Regions from separate parts of the Sus scrofa genome. Here region 1 is linked to region 2. The links are chromatin contacts, called in public HiChIP or PLAC-seq maps. All regions are on one chromosome and are shown on one strand. The core of a region is the stretch at or near the end of the contact, and the rest is flanking DNA. Distances in the headings are between cores, read along the strand shown.

Region 1 (6,295 bases), core at 2,671-5,170, 260 kb after region 2:
TTTGTCAAGTGGGGCCAGTGACAAGGCACTATCTATGAATAAGGAAATGGGCCCTCTCTAGACACAGAATCTGCCACCACCATGATCCCGGACTTTCCAGCTTCCAGAACTGTGAGAAATCCATGTCAATTGTTTATATACTACCCAGTCTATGGTATTTTGTTGTAACAGTCCAAGTAGTCAAAGACAGCAGAGATTTAAGATGGTTTTAAATAGTTATTTTTATGGGGTATACATCAACATGTTTTGTTGTGTCGATCTGATCAGTAAAGACAGATGCGTGGTATAATACAATGCTGATGAGGAAGTAAACTCATTAAAAGTGTCTGCAGTAAAACTTAGCAATAATTACCAAGAGTTTTGTACATGTTCATAGCTTTTGATTCAGTAAGTAAACTTGTAAGAATGTATTCTATTAATCAGAGATTCATTCATAAATTTATCGAAGACTTACTTTGTGCCAGACCTCATTCTTATGAAGGATGCTTATCACATTATTTTATAGCTCCAAAAGGTTAGGGGAAAAAATATCCAATAACGGTAAGAGTTAACAAATTAAAATACATCTAATGGATAAAATATTATGCTACCACTGGAAACTACATTATCAAATATCAAAAAATATTTCATAATATAAGAAAAAGCTATGTTAAGAAAAAATTTTTTAGAACAAGACACAAAACTATATGTAACTACATGTAAATATATATAACTTATGTGTATGATCCCAAATCTATGTTTCAGATCTTATTAGTCAGGATCCTTGGTTAAGTTGTTAACCTCACTCTACTTCAGCATCTTCATCTATAAAACAAAGGTTTTACATTTTACTTGTAAAATAAAGATGTTTATATTTCACATCTCAATGATTGTCAAATGAGTTATTTGCAAAATGCTTATAATATTTCCCAGTACACATAAAGCACCAATGATTATCTGTTGGTGGTATTATTATTATTATCTACATACGCAAAAAAATGCAAGAAATGTTTCAAAATATTATCAAGGATTCTGAATTCTGACAAAACTAATTCCAAGGCAGTCAGGAAATTTCAACACTGTGCATTATGAGATATTAAAAATTATTTTATGAGGTATGGCTTTGTTTTTTTAAAGTCTTTATGGCACAATGAAGTATTTACAAATAAAATATGATATTTATGAGTTGTTTTAAAATGCTTTTGGTGGGGAGCTAACATAGGGAGTTTTTTTCCTTAATTTTTAGTTTTATCAGAAGTAAGTTACCTCTGAATAATAGACTTGTTCCTAGCTTTAGTTTATATTTTTCTATTTTCCAAATTTTCTATGGTGATTTAAAATAATTTTTAAAATGAGAAAAATATTTTCAAAAAATTTTAAGACAATCCTTACCAATACTCCATCCACAGATGAAACCTTCTCCCAAGTTAACCAAGCTCTTTCTCTGACATGATCTGCTATCTTTAATTTCTGACATAATGTAGTAAAATCAGGTTCTTCAGTTTCTTCAAATGCAAGCCTACCAAATGAAAATATAATATAAAAGGCACTTTTATAATCAAATTAATTACGTAAGCATTGGTTTCACTGGTTTGCATATAATATAGCACTATTCTGAAAGACATCACCAAATACTTTGGGATCTTAACTATCGCTTAAAAAATTACACTTAGAATTTAAACGTATGTTGATCTTTTCAGTATTTCCAAAATAAGAGTACCACATAGTGAAAAATGTTTGCTGGCCTGGTAAATCATAGGAACTTCAGTGCAGCAACATAGCTTTGGGAAGAAAAGCAAGTACAATAGCTACAGCTGTTAGGAAAAATTGGGACAGTAACAGAAAAGGAAAGCCATAGATAACATTACAGAACCAATTCAGTATCGGTGACTTTGCTAAAATGCAGTCCACTCTCAACAACGATTCATTTAATCTCTCTACCTACTACTAGTGTTTCTTATATGATTAAATTATTGATATGCTTATTTCAGCCTTTTCTCCTTGATCTTCCTTAACCAAGATAGGCAGTCAAAAAATTCTTGTTGGCTAATTCTTATTCATTCACTTAATATCTATTTGACATAAGAATAGTATAGTACAAGGAACAGCTAATAATTTTTTAGTATTTACTATGCTCCATATGAACAGGATTTAAATGAATTGATGGGGTTTAGATGCATGGTTTAATACATACATAAGCCCTAACAGGTAAGTACTCTGATGATCACAAATCAGAGAAGTTAAAGCACTCACCTGAGATCACAGCGAGTAAGTGGGAAGCTCTAATATAAACCCAGTAATCTAACTCTCTAATCCATGCCCCTGACCCTATTCCAGACTGCCAAACCTCCTTTGAAACACAATTAACTTTTGGTTATCTCAAGAATGAAGACTGTGTGCTGTTCTGGTATTTCCAAAAGCCCACTTCAGTCCCTAACAATGTGTCCTAGGGCGGTGAAAGAAATAGGACTTGCTGACGGATCAGAACTGCAGGAAAGAGTGGTGAGGATCAGCAGAGTCCCATCCCCTGGCAATTGATGCGTAGTCTCAAAGGAGGGCCAGTGCTAACAATGATAATGACAATTACACTCTTTCGATCTTGGCTTCTAAACCGTAAAGCATCACAATCAAGAAAAATAAGATGCTGCAATAACTATCTCCCTATATTATCATGGACTCGCTGAAATTTAGAATCCACCTGGGGGGAAAATTAATTTTATGTGAGCACAAGAACACTAATCTTGTTCCCAAACAAATACAAAAGAGACACCAAGATCCTTGCTGGCTCAAAGCCAAAAGGCAAAATGGAAGAAAAAAAGAGGCAGCCTGAAGCAGACTATCATGCAAGAAGAGTTTTATGCAACAAGAAAAATGAGAACGTTCAGAAACTTCGAAGCTCTTGAGCTAAATGTCTCACAAAACTTTTACCGATACAACAAGTTCCTCTTAGAGAGCTATGTTCCACCAGTCACTACCGAAGGCTTAGAACTCAAAGCACTCTTTACAAGGGAACCCCGAAAAGCACCCCAGCCGAGCTCCCGGAGGGGCAACTGCCACCCAGAACCCTGCACTTCACGTCCGGTGGCATCTCTGCAGCAGTATCCAAGGTTTTCCTGGCTGGCCTCTCCCAGGACTGGGCTTCAGATGAGTCGCACGCCCAGAGGAAAACACTTCCAAATGTTGCACCGCGGGAGACCAAAACAGAAAGTCGAAAGACCACCGGAGGACTACAAATCTCAAATGGGGAAAAACCTCTCCAGCAATCTAGTCTTTCTTTTCTTTTTTTCTTTCTTCTGCATTTGATGGGGTCTGCAAACGACCCGCCGCCTGCGAGGCTCCCGTCTCGCGGAGGAAAGGCGGCACCTGTCACTTCGCTCAGCGACCCGAGCCCCACCCGCTCGACACCTGTCAAGCGGGAGCCGAAACCCCTCCCGGCCGCCCTCCCCTCGTTCCCGACCCCAGACCCCTGTCAGCCTCCTCCCGGCGCTCCGCCGCCGCGGGGGGCCGGGGAGGACCCTCCTCCCGCCGGGACCCGGCCCGGGCGGAGACGCGCCCCCGCCTAGACGCCGCGGCGCCCGCCGACGCACCCCCGGGGCGCCCTTCCCGCGCGCTGGCCGCCGCGACGGGTCGGCTCGCTCACCTGACCAGAGGCAGGTCCTCGGGGCCGCTGTCCTGCTCGGGGTCCTCCTCAGGCTGCGGTGGCGGCGGTGGCGGCGGCGGCGGCGGCGGCGGCGGGGGCTCCGCAGCAGCAGCGGCGGCGGCGGCGGCGGCGGCGGCTGCTCTCCGGGGGGTTTTGGGCGGCATGACGCCCTCCCAGGGCCGGTGCCGGCGAGCGCTGAAGGAGGGCCGGGGCAGGAGGACACGCGCACGTCAGGGCACGCCCCGTCCTCTCCCGACTCCCGTTACAAAAATAATTTGAACGTCCCCTGAGAAAAACCGGACGAGCCCTCCCCCGCCCGGCAACCGAGCGCCGCGTCCAACCGCGGGAAAACGTCACTTCCGCCCGCGGCGTCACGTCCGCGAGGCTCCCGGGCCCGCTGGCGTTTGGAGGGCACCGGGGCGCCGAGCGGGGCGCGGGGCGAGGGCGCGCGGTCGGGCGGGGAACCCGGGCCTGGAGATCCAGGCGCGCTCCCTGAGGCAGCCGCCGCCGCCTGAACCTGCCTCGCGCCGAAACTCGCCCCTCCAGGCTTGGGTGCCGGTAACCGGGCGCTACCCAGCCTGGTGGGTGAGAGCGGGCCCCACCTCAATCTGCGGGTGGATCTGGGGCCCGGCTCGAGCCCGCGGGGAATATCGGGCGAGCGCACCCTGGGCCGGCACGCCCCTCTCCTCCGCGGGCGTCGCCCTCGCTTTCGCCCGCCCTCCTCCCGCCCAATCCGTTAAGCGAATCGGCCAAAACAAAAACACTTCTGGAATGCCTGTTAGGAGCTGAGTTTGGCCAACCCCTAGGAGATCCCAAGGAGGGGACAATGACTGGCCTTTTAGAGCTCTTTTTAGGGAAAGGGGTGGGAGCTGTGAGCAAAGAACTGATTATCGGGTGCTAAGTGTTTTAATCGCGCTGTGAAAACTGAAGCCACGGTTGAAATGTTTAAGGGACTTCTTCCGAGGAGCAGTAGCATTTGAATGGAAGTTAGCCAGACAGACCTAACATTTAAGGAGGGCTTACTATATGTATAAAGAATTGTTCTGGCCATTTTACATAATTATCTTACTTAATCCTCACCAACATCCCCTTAAACTGAGTCGTAGTCGAATTCTACTTTCCAGTGCGGAAAACAGGTGCAGAGGAGTTAATTAATTTGCCTGATACTACAGAGATGATAGGTGGTAGAGGATTTGAACACAGATATATTTGACTCGACTTGTCCATTACATTATGTTAAAGAAATACCAAGAAAAGAGAAACAGCTTGTGCAAAGGCACAAAGACATCAGAGAAGAGTTTGCCGGAATTGCAACCATTAAACATTGGCTTAGAAACTGTCTCTTTTGTCTCTTGATATTTACTTATAATAAGAGATTGTCTTGTTTGAGAACATGTTTTTCCCTCATTGGCAAATGCTGTGTGTTGCCATGTCAAAGCTTCCCAGCTGAGGTGCTGTGAATAAAATACAGCTGTGCTCTTGAGGCGAATCCCCTCATCTTTGGAACAGCTGAGCAGGGCTGAAGCATGAGGCGCCCTCAGGCAAGTCATAGCTCTTGGTTTTATCCCGATGAGTCATACGAAGGATTACCATTTTTTTGTTAACCAGGGCATGTGCCAGAATGTGAAAAAAGGATTGGCCTAGTCAACAGCCAGTCTTGCCTCAGTTCGGAAACTCTCTGTCGGGGGCCAGAAGTTTATCAGGAGGTAGAGTTCATGCCCAGGCAGATCCATAGAGAGCAAATGGCACCAAAGTGGTAATTCCATTCACCTCGCCCAGGATTAGTGTAGTCAGGAGCACAGAAGGCAGTTTTGGTCTTTGCAAGATCAGAGATAGTCTGCTGGGAGCCTGCTAAAATGAGATACAAGGATGACACAGTTCCTCTATTTCTTTTTTCTTTCTGCTTTTTTTTTTTTTTTGCTTTTGAGGTCCACACGCTCAGCATATGGAGGTTCCTAGGCCAGGGTTCAAATCAGAGCTACAGTTGCCGGCCGACCCCACAGCCACAGCAATGCAGACTCCGAGGCACATATGTGACCTACACCACAGCTCACGGCAACGCCAGATCCTTAACCCCCTGAGTGAGGCCAGGGATCGAACCGAAAACCTCATAGTTCCTAGTCAGATTCATTTCCGCTGCACCACTACAGGAACTCCCACAGGCCCTCTATTTCTTAACTATTTTGAGACTGTGACACTGGTAATTGCTTCAGCCATCGTGACTTAAGGCAAGCAAGCTGACCGGAGGATGAGGCTGATATGCTAAAGATGGTACAGCAGGAATATCAGAAAATTTGGGTTCTTGGTGACACAACTGAGCCTCCGATTTGAATAGCCCTGGAGCTGACCTCAACAGAGCTGGAGATTTCAGGTGTTGCCACCAAAAAGCATCAAACTGATAATATTTCTCTAATGAGCCCCTTTGAGAGAGCAACCAAGCATCTATATAGACCCAGTACCTAGCATGGTACACACAGAAAATGCTTGTTAGCTAAAACTGAGGAGGAAAAGGAAGCAAAAGAAAGTTCTAGAAACTATATGTAGTTATGACTTGCTTTATTTAAACCCAGTTTATCACCACCTGGGTTTACCACAATTATGATAGTTCAAAAAGAGATTTCTCAATTTACAAAAGGATGTTTCTTTTCTCTTGCCTTTTTTTTTTTTTTTTTTTTT
Region 2 (6,700 bases), core at 3,180-5,679:
TCAGACAAATCACACAGCTCCCATTTTCTCAGTTTTGGGGTTTGGCCAAGTTGATTTATTTTGAAAAACACTGCATTGCAGAACCATTCCCGCTACTTTCTTCTTTATCTGCAAATTTTTGAATATCTAAATGAACTTGGTCCCTGCCAATTTAGATATGATTTAGCTGGAAATTTTTAATCTCTTCTATTTTTCATCCTGTCTCCATGAAGTGATGGTCCGTAACCATCATTTAAACATAACTTTTAGTTGGGGGTTAAAATATGCTTAGGGAATTGCCATGAAGTTTGATTTCTGTTTATTGTATTTCTGTGTCTTTGATAAAATTTGGAAACATTCCCAAAGATCTTTGGGTATTTGGTAGGTTTTAAAAATTACATAAATCAATGAATGAATCTGGGTCTTGAACGGAATATCTCCTACAGGAGAGGAAAAAAAACCATGAACCAGGCTGAGCTGCCTGACTTTTGCCTTGATGCACAGCCCTCCGTCACTCAGCTCAGGTCTACCAACCAGAAGCACTAGGCAATGCTTTAGAAATGCCACCCAAAGTGTGCCATTAGCCACAACAAAATCCCTGATCACACCTTAGAACTCCTTTATCCTCACAGATGCCTTTGGCTGGAATTCTAGAAGAAACTACCAAATTTCAGAACTCATCCTGTCATCCTTTAGATGTGTGATAAGAAGAAATGCTTGCTTTGATATGAGGAAACACAATCTGCCTTTACTCAGAAGGTGTATTGTATAAACTCACACGGCCTACAGTGGTATGGGGTGGACTTGGGACAGGAAATACTTTCTGAGCCCCTGCTCCGTACCAGAGATTGAGCTAGACACTAGGAAATAAGATGAATCTCCTCTGTCCTCAAAGGGCCATGAGACATGTAGTTAAGTAATTATAACACAAAGCAAAATATAATGCCTCAAACAGTACAGAATGTTATAGGATTAACCAAAAGGAGGGGAGTTCCCGTCGTGGCTCAGTGGAAACGACTCTGACTAGCATCCATGAGGACACAGGTTCGATCCCTGGCCTCGCTCGGTGGGTTAAGGATCCGGCATTGCCGTGAGCTGTGTTGAAGTTCTCAGACATGGCTCGGATCCTGCATTGCTCTGGCTGTGGCGTATGCCAGCGGCTACGGCTCCAATTCGACCCCTAGCCTGGGAACTTCCATATGCCATGGGTATGCATATGGAAAAAAAGACAAAAAAAAAAAAAAAGATGAAGGAGAGAGGCTTCTACTGGGGAATAATCAGGAAATAGTATTTTAGCCTCGAAAGTGGCTTTTGACAGATCAAGACAAGGGTCAAGGCAAGCCAGACAGAGGGGACGGCATAGGGTGTGTGGGGATGTCTGTTCCAGTCCCTTCAGGAGGAGGCAGGGGATGCAGGAGCTCGGCCTGGAAAAATAGCCTGGGGTCAGGTGGTGCAGGCCCTGGAATGGCCTAGTCTCACGTTCAAGGCGCCCTGACGGAGAGAGTAGATTTTCCTGGCATCCCCCCTCACCCAGCCCCCTGGCTTCATTACCTACATCCACACTGGACTCTTTGTCCAGATGGGACATCTCTTGACCTGTCAACCTCTTCAAAGAGCTGCTGTAAAGTGGCACTTACTTTTTGCTAAGCAGCTCTGGGGACTGAAAAGAGACAGAGAAGGAAGACTTACTTTGCAGGGAGCCTAACCTTTAAACAATAACAGAGGCACATCTCCGGACTGCTCTCCAGGGAACCCGGGAGGAAAGCCATTGTCTGCAAAGGCCAGAGCAAACGTGGAGGCGTAAGGGCAGCCATGGGAACATAAGTGACCTCTGGGACCCTGGCTGTGGCCTGAGAATGGCTCTCAGGTGGCCGTGCTCCTCAGGGGAATGAGGTCAGCCGTGTGCACTCTGGAGGACGAGGCCCCTTAGGTCAGTCTCTGGAAGTCATCTCCCCCATTCTCAACATCTGTGTTCTCCTTCCGAAAACTGCCTGAGAGGTGGATGGGATGGCTCTTTGATGGGCTGCCCTTGGTTTGCTCACATCTCCCCTTTCAGCATCACCCTTTTCCTGCTAAACAGAAGAAAGACACACATCTCTGAGCACCCCACACCTTACCACACACAGGGCCCCGGTGTGTGAAAAACAGGCCCCAAACAACAGCACCAAAGAAAACTTCAGATCTAAGGGAGAAAAGTCCCAGGAGAGCAAAGCAAAGGGAGTTTTCTGGAAGGAAGTCCTGATGAGGCAGTGCCATAGTCACCCGTGCAGCCCAGCCTCAGTCTGAGATAAGAGTGCTACCAAAAAAAAATTTCCTAAATGTATAATAGTCAAGTAAACGTTTTTTCTTTCCTGTCAGAAATCGATTCTGACTTGTCAGCTACTTTGGCAGTGAGGGCTGACTTTGCCCCTAAAGAGATACGGAGAGCGTTTTTCATAAACTGGGTGAGCTTGATCTGCAATTAGGTAAAACACAGAAAATGTGTGGGAAAGTTCATCCTTTACACGTGAAATTGATGATACAAATCCAGATGTCAGCTTTAAAATGTGAGGGGGGAATGATTGTTCGAAACTATCTGCAGGAGGTTACGAGCGAAGTCTGGGGATCCCTGGACCTTCCACTTCTTTATCACTAGTGGGTGTGGGGGAGTTGGTACAAACTGCTGAGCTGAGGTTCTACCTTTGACCTGCAGGGGGCAGCATTGGCAAAACGTTAACAGGCTGAAAAGGATGCGCGCGCACCCGTTCTTTCTAGGCCATTTCCTGGTTTGCCTTCAGACAATTTCCATTAGAATAATGAGCTTTAGCATTTGTGGACTTGAGTAGGGAGTAGCTGTTTGATCAAAACCAAAATCCCTGTGTGAAAAGGCACATTTCTCCAGAGTTGAAACAATAGTTTTATTTTAATTTTTTTTTGCCTTTTTTATTCATTTATTTATTTTGGCCAATTTTTTGATTTCCAGAGCCTGACAGTGCCCAGTACTGAGTGCTCAAATAAATGTTTGATGGTTGGACAGTCATGCTACTTCCAGCTCCAGGAAAGCTTTTGGTTAAACATGCAAGACAACTGGGTGTCACAAGACTCCCAGGCAAGGCTCACCCATGTCCCTAAAAGCCCACCTCACTCAGATGGCTTGAGCTAGCAGTGCCCAGAAAGGGCAGGCACCGTCTGTAATTAAAAAGGACCTTGGCACTGGCTGACACGCAATGGCCTGAACGTGGCTATAGCTGTTTACAGTTGTCAGTGATTCCAGGAAATTATTTTCTGATGCCATTTCACTAAGAAAATCATGTGATTTCCTTATAGCCAGTTAATTATTGGCTGGTCTTGAATAAATGGTTACACTTAAAGCACAGGTGAAATATGTAGGAAAATAATGCACAGCTCCCATTGACCCTGGCTGTGTCAGGCACTGAACGCTTTTTCAGAGTTGCGTCAGAGAAGGAAGATGAGGTTAAAAGAAAAAGCATGAACTAATGGTTTTTGACTTTGAAAATCCCAATTCCTGTTTCAAACAATGTGTGCTCTCCCTGTGATGCCCCCCTCCCATCCCCAGTAAGTGGCTACACTTTTGTTTTTGGATATAAAAACTGCCTTCAGGCAAGTTTGAACTTGTGTTGGTTGTCTCCACTAGGGCCTTTGAATACTTGTTTAATTGGAACTGAAATAGAACGGTTTGCTCCTGGTAGAAGGAATTCCAGCATTAGGGACAGGGGTGGGAAGTGGCTTTTCCAGAGGGTGGGGTCTGTGGCTGAGACAGCTGGGCAGGTGTGAAAGGAGCACCACAGGTGCCACTCAGCCCTTCTGCCCACTTTGCCTGCACCTGGGCTCGGCCCAAACAGAATGTCAGTGTCAAGGGACCTGCTATGTTCAAGGGACTGAAAGTTACAATATCATCTACAACAATAAAAACCACAAGATTGCTTTCTACTACCAGCCCTCTTGTGTCTTCTAAAATTGGGAGCATCTCAAAGTACTTACATGTATGCCTGTGTCTGTCTGTCTGTGTATATATATATGGGTGTGTGCTATGTATAGAATGTTAGATATAAATATATTTAAACACACAATTAACTGAAAAAATAGAAGGCTTACTCTATCAGGAACTGTATATCCTGCCAGGAAAGAATCTGTCATCACCCCCCACCAAAGGCAGAGTTACTGATTAAATGCCCATGTTCATGTGACATCTGCCTGAGCATACAAAACAGCCTGCAGCTCTCGCTGAGTTTACCATGTGTATTACACACTAGCGTGGGTCCTTCCATAAAGGGAAATCAGACTGAGACGTGAATGGCAAGGGCTGGGCAGTTGGCCAAATTAATACAGACATACTCAGTCTATGGTTAATAGAGACAAGTGTCCACCCTGCGGGATATCATGGCCTTGGCTGTGCCCTACTTCTTCATTTCATGTAGGCTGGTTATGAGCCTGACCCACTGGTAAGCTGACTTACTCAGGCACTGGCTTATTCCAGACTAAACCACTGGCTTCCTATTTCCAGATGATAACACCAAATGCAATGGGCTGAATATTTATGTCCTCCAAACATTCCTCTGTTGAAATTCTAACCTTCATTGTGATGGATTTAAGAAGTGGGGCTTTTGGGAGATGGTGTTTTTCTTGCATGGTCATGAGAGGAGAGTCTTCCTGAACGAGCTTAGTGCCCTTGTGAAAGAGACCCCAGAGAGCTTCCTCACCCCTCCTACCACGTGAGGACACAGCAAGACGACAACCGTCTATGAACCAGGAAGCAAGCCCTCGCCAGACACTGAATTTACCGGTACTTTGGTCTTGAACGTCCCAGCTTTCAGAGCTGTGAAAAACACAATTCTGTTGTGTAAGCCATGCAGTCTGGGTATTTTTGTTACAGCAGCCAGAACAGACTAAGACCCAAGGAAAAGAAAGGCAGTGTTTATTACACACAGGTGCTGTCTAACAATGCTGTCATCCTGGTACTGAAGAAAGTGACCAAGAAACCGGTGAGCTGAAAAGTTATTGGAAAGCTCCCTCCAGTTTACTGTTAGCTGGAAAACTCAGCCCTAGCCCACCTTCACATGGAGCTGTTGCGAGGGGGTTCTCCAAGTCAAGAGGGTGAGAGGAAGGAGGGAGCAGAAGACACTATCATCCACGGTCCACAGGATTCTTACTTGCCTCTCTTCACCCCCAATGTGTGTTCCAGAGGATCAGCCCCAGAGCTGCCAGAGTGACAGCATCTAAGGCTCTCAGGAGGGAACTTTCGAGATTAAAACCTATATCCTAAGCCTCAGGAGCAGCTGGGCCAGGCTCTGCCCAGGATAACACATGCTCCCCACTTGCCCAGGAGTCCAGGAGCCCATCCTCCAGGCACTTCCTTGGTGACTCAGATCTCAGGAGGCTTGGTGACCCTTGGGATGATAATGGTTTTGAAGCTTGTGACAAACTAGCTGAAAAGGAAAAAAATGTCAGCCCCATACACCCCTTCCCCAGAGGAATTGTATGTCTCAGAAAGAGTTCTAAAGAATACCACATTGGGGCATTCCTCTCGTGGCTCAGTGGAAATGAATCTGACTAGCATCCATGAGGACAGAGGTTCAATCCCTGGCCTTGCTCAGTGGGTTAAGGATCCGGCATTGCTGTGAGCTGGCATGTAGGTCACAGACACAGTTTGGATCCCGTGTTGCTGTGGCTGTGATGTAGGCCGGCAGCTACAGCTCTGATTGGACCCCTAGCCTGGGAAACTCCATGTGCTGCAGGTTCAGACCTAAAGACCAAAAAAGGAAAAAAGAATACAATATCAGAGTTCCCACTGTGGTACAGTGGGATCAGTAGCGTTTTGGGAGCATTGGGTCACAGGTTCGAATCCCCAGCCCAGCACAGTGGGTAGGGATGCAGTGCTGCTGCAGCTGCAGCTTAGAACATGACTGTGGCTTGGATCTGATCCCTGGCCCGTGAACTCCACATGCCTCAGGGCAGCCAAAAGTGGGGGCGGGAAGAATACAAGTATCAAAGAGATGACCAGACACAGAGCTTTAGCTTCGTGTTTTGATTTTTACTTCCCCTTCCCCTCAGATATTCATGGTTTCCCTTACAGTCTCAAAGGGAGTCTGAAATTCACCCAAGTTCTTAAAATAAATCCAATTTAATTATTATCATATTTAGACAAATTAATGCACGTCTTAAAATATTTCCAGAAGAGGATAGGAAAGGATCTTTCTTACACAAATTAACAAAAATCAAATGATTGAATTCATTAGACCACCTATTTATGCCATAGGTGCAGCCAAAAATAAAAGTGAAAACGAATGAAGATTTACACTTTAGATAAGCAGAGGTTAAAAAACAGAGTTCCGGAGTTCCCGGCGTGGGTCAGTGGTTAACGAATCCGACGACAAACCACGAGGTTGAAGACTGGATCCCTGGCCTTGCTCAGTGGGTTAAGGATCCCGCGTTGCCATGAGCTGTAGGTCGCAGACGGCTCGGATCCCGCATTGCTGAGTTGTAGGCCGGCAGCTACAGCTGATTGGACACCTAGTCTGGGAAGCTCCAAGTGCCTCAAGCGTGGCCCTAAAAAGACAGGAAAAAAAAAAAAAAAGGCACAGAGGCGGGATCAAGATGGCAGAGGCATATGACGCGGAGCTCATCCTCTCCCACAAACACATTTTAAAAAAACACCTCCATGCAGAACGGTTGGCACAGAAGGTCTATTGGACCCTAACAGAAGACCTCAGGCCTCCAAAAA

The links. HiChIP or PLAC-seq counts read pairs in DNA pulled down with a chosen protein or histone mark.
Region 1: a contact with region 2 is called in an H3K27ac HiChIP or PLAC-seq map of alveolar macrophages. The contact joins the promoter of RB1 here to the enhancer-like site in region 2. A contact is called at or near these places in 4 of 47 Hi-C or Micro-C datasets (mesenteric adipose tissue, omental adipose tissue, skeletal muscle and 1 more) and 2 of 2 datasets of contacts at active chromatin or transcription factors (alveolar macrophages and skeletal muscle).

Annotation. Positions count from the first base shown.
Region 1 is chr11:19,313,722-19,320,016 of Sscrofa11.1, forward strand. It overlaps RB1 (RB transcriptional corepressor 1), which reads right to left and starts at 3,921. Exons shown (of 27, transcript NM_001285967.1): 1 at 3,620-3,921; 2 at 1,372-1,498. The coding sequence starts at 3,783.
Region 2 is chr11:19,055,297-19,061,996 of Sscrofa11.1, forward strand. It overlaps LOC110255759 (a long non-coding RNA gene), which reads right to left and starts at 1,193. Exons shown (of 3, transcript XR_002336552.1): 1 at 1-1,193. Within about 2 kb of position 4,430, at least 8 of the 83 cell types and tissues checked have an H3K27ac peak or open chromatin away from gene starts, as enhancers often do. A contact at or near this core is called in alveolar macrophages, where this site is marked.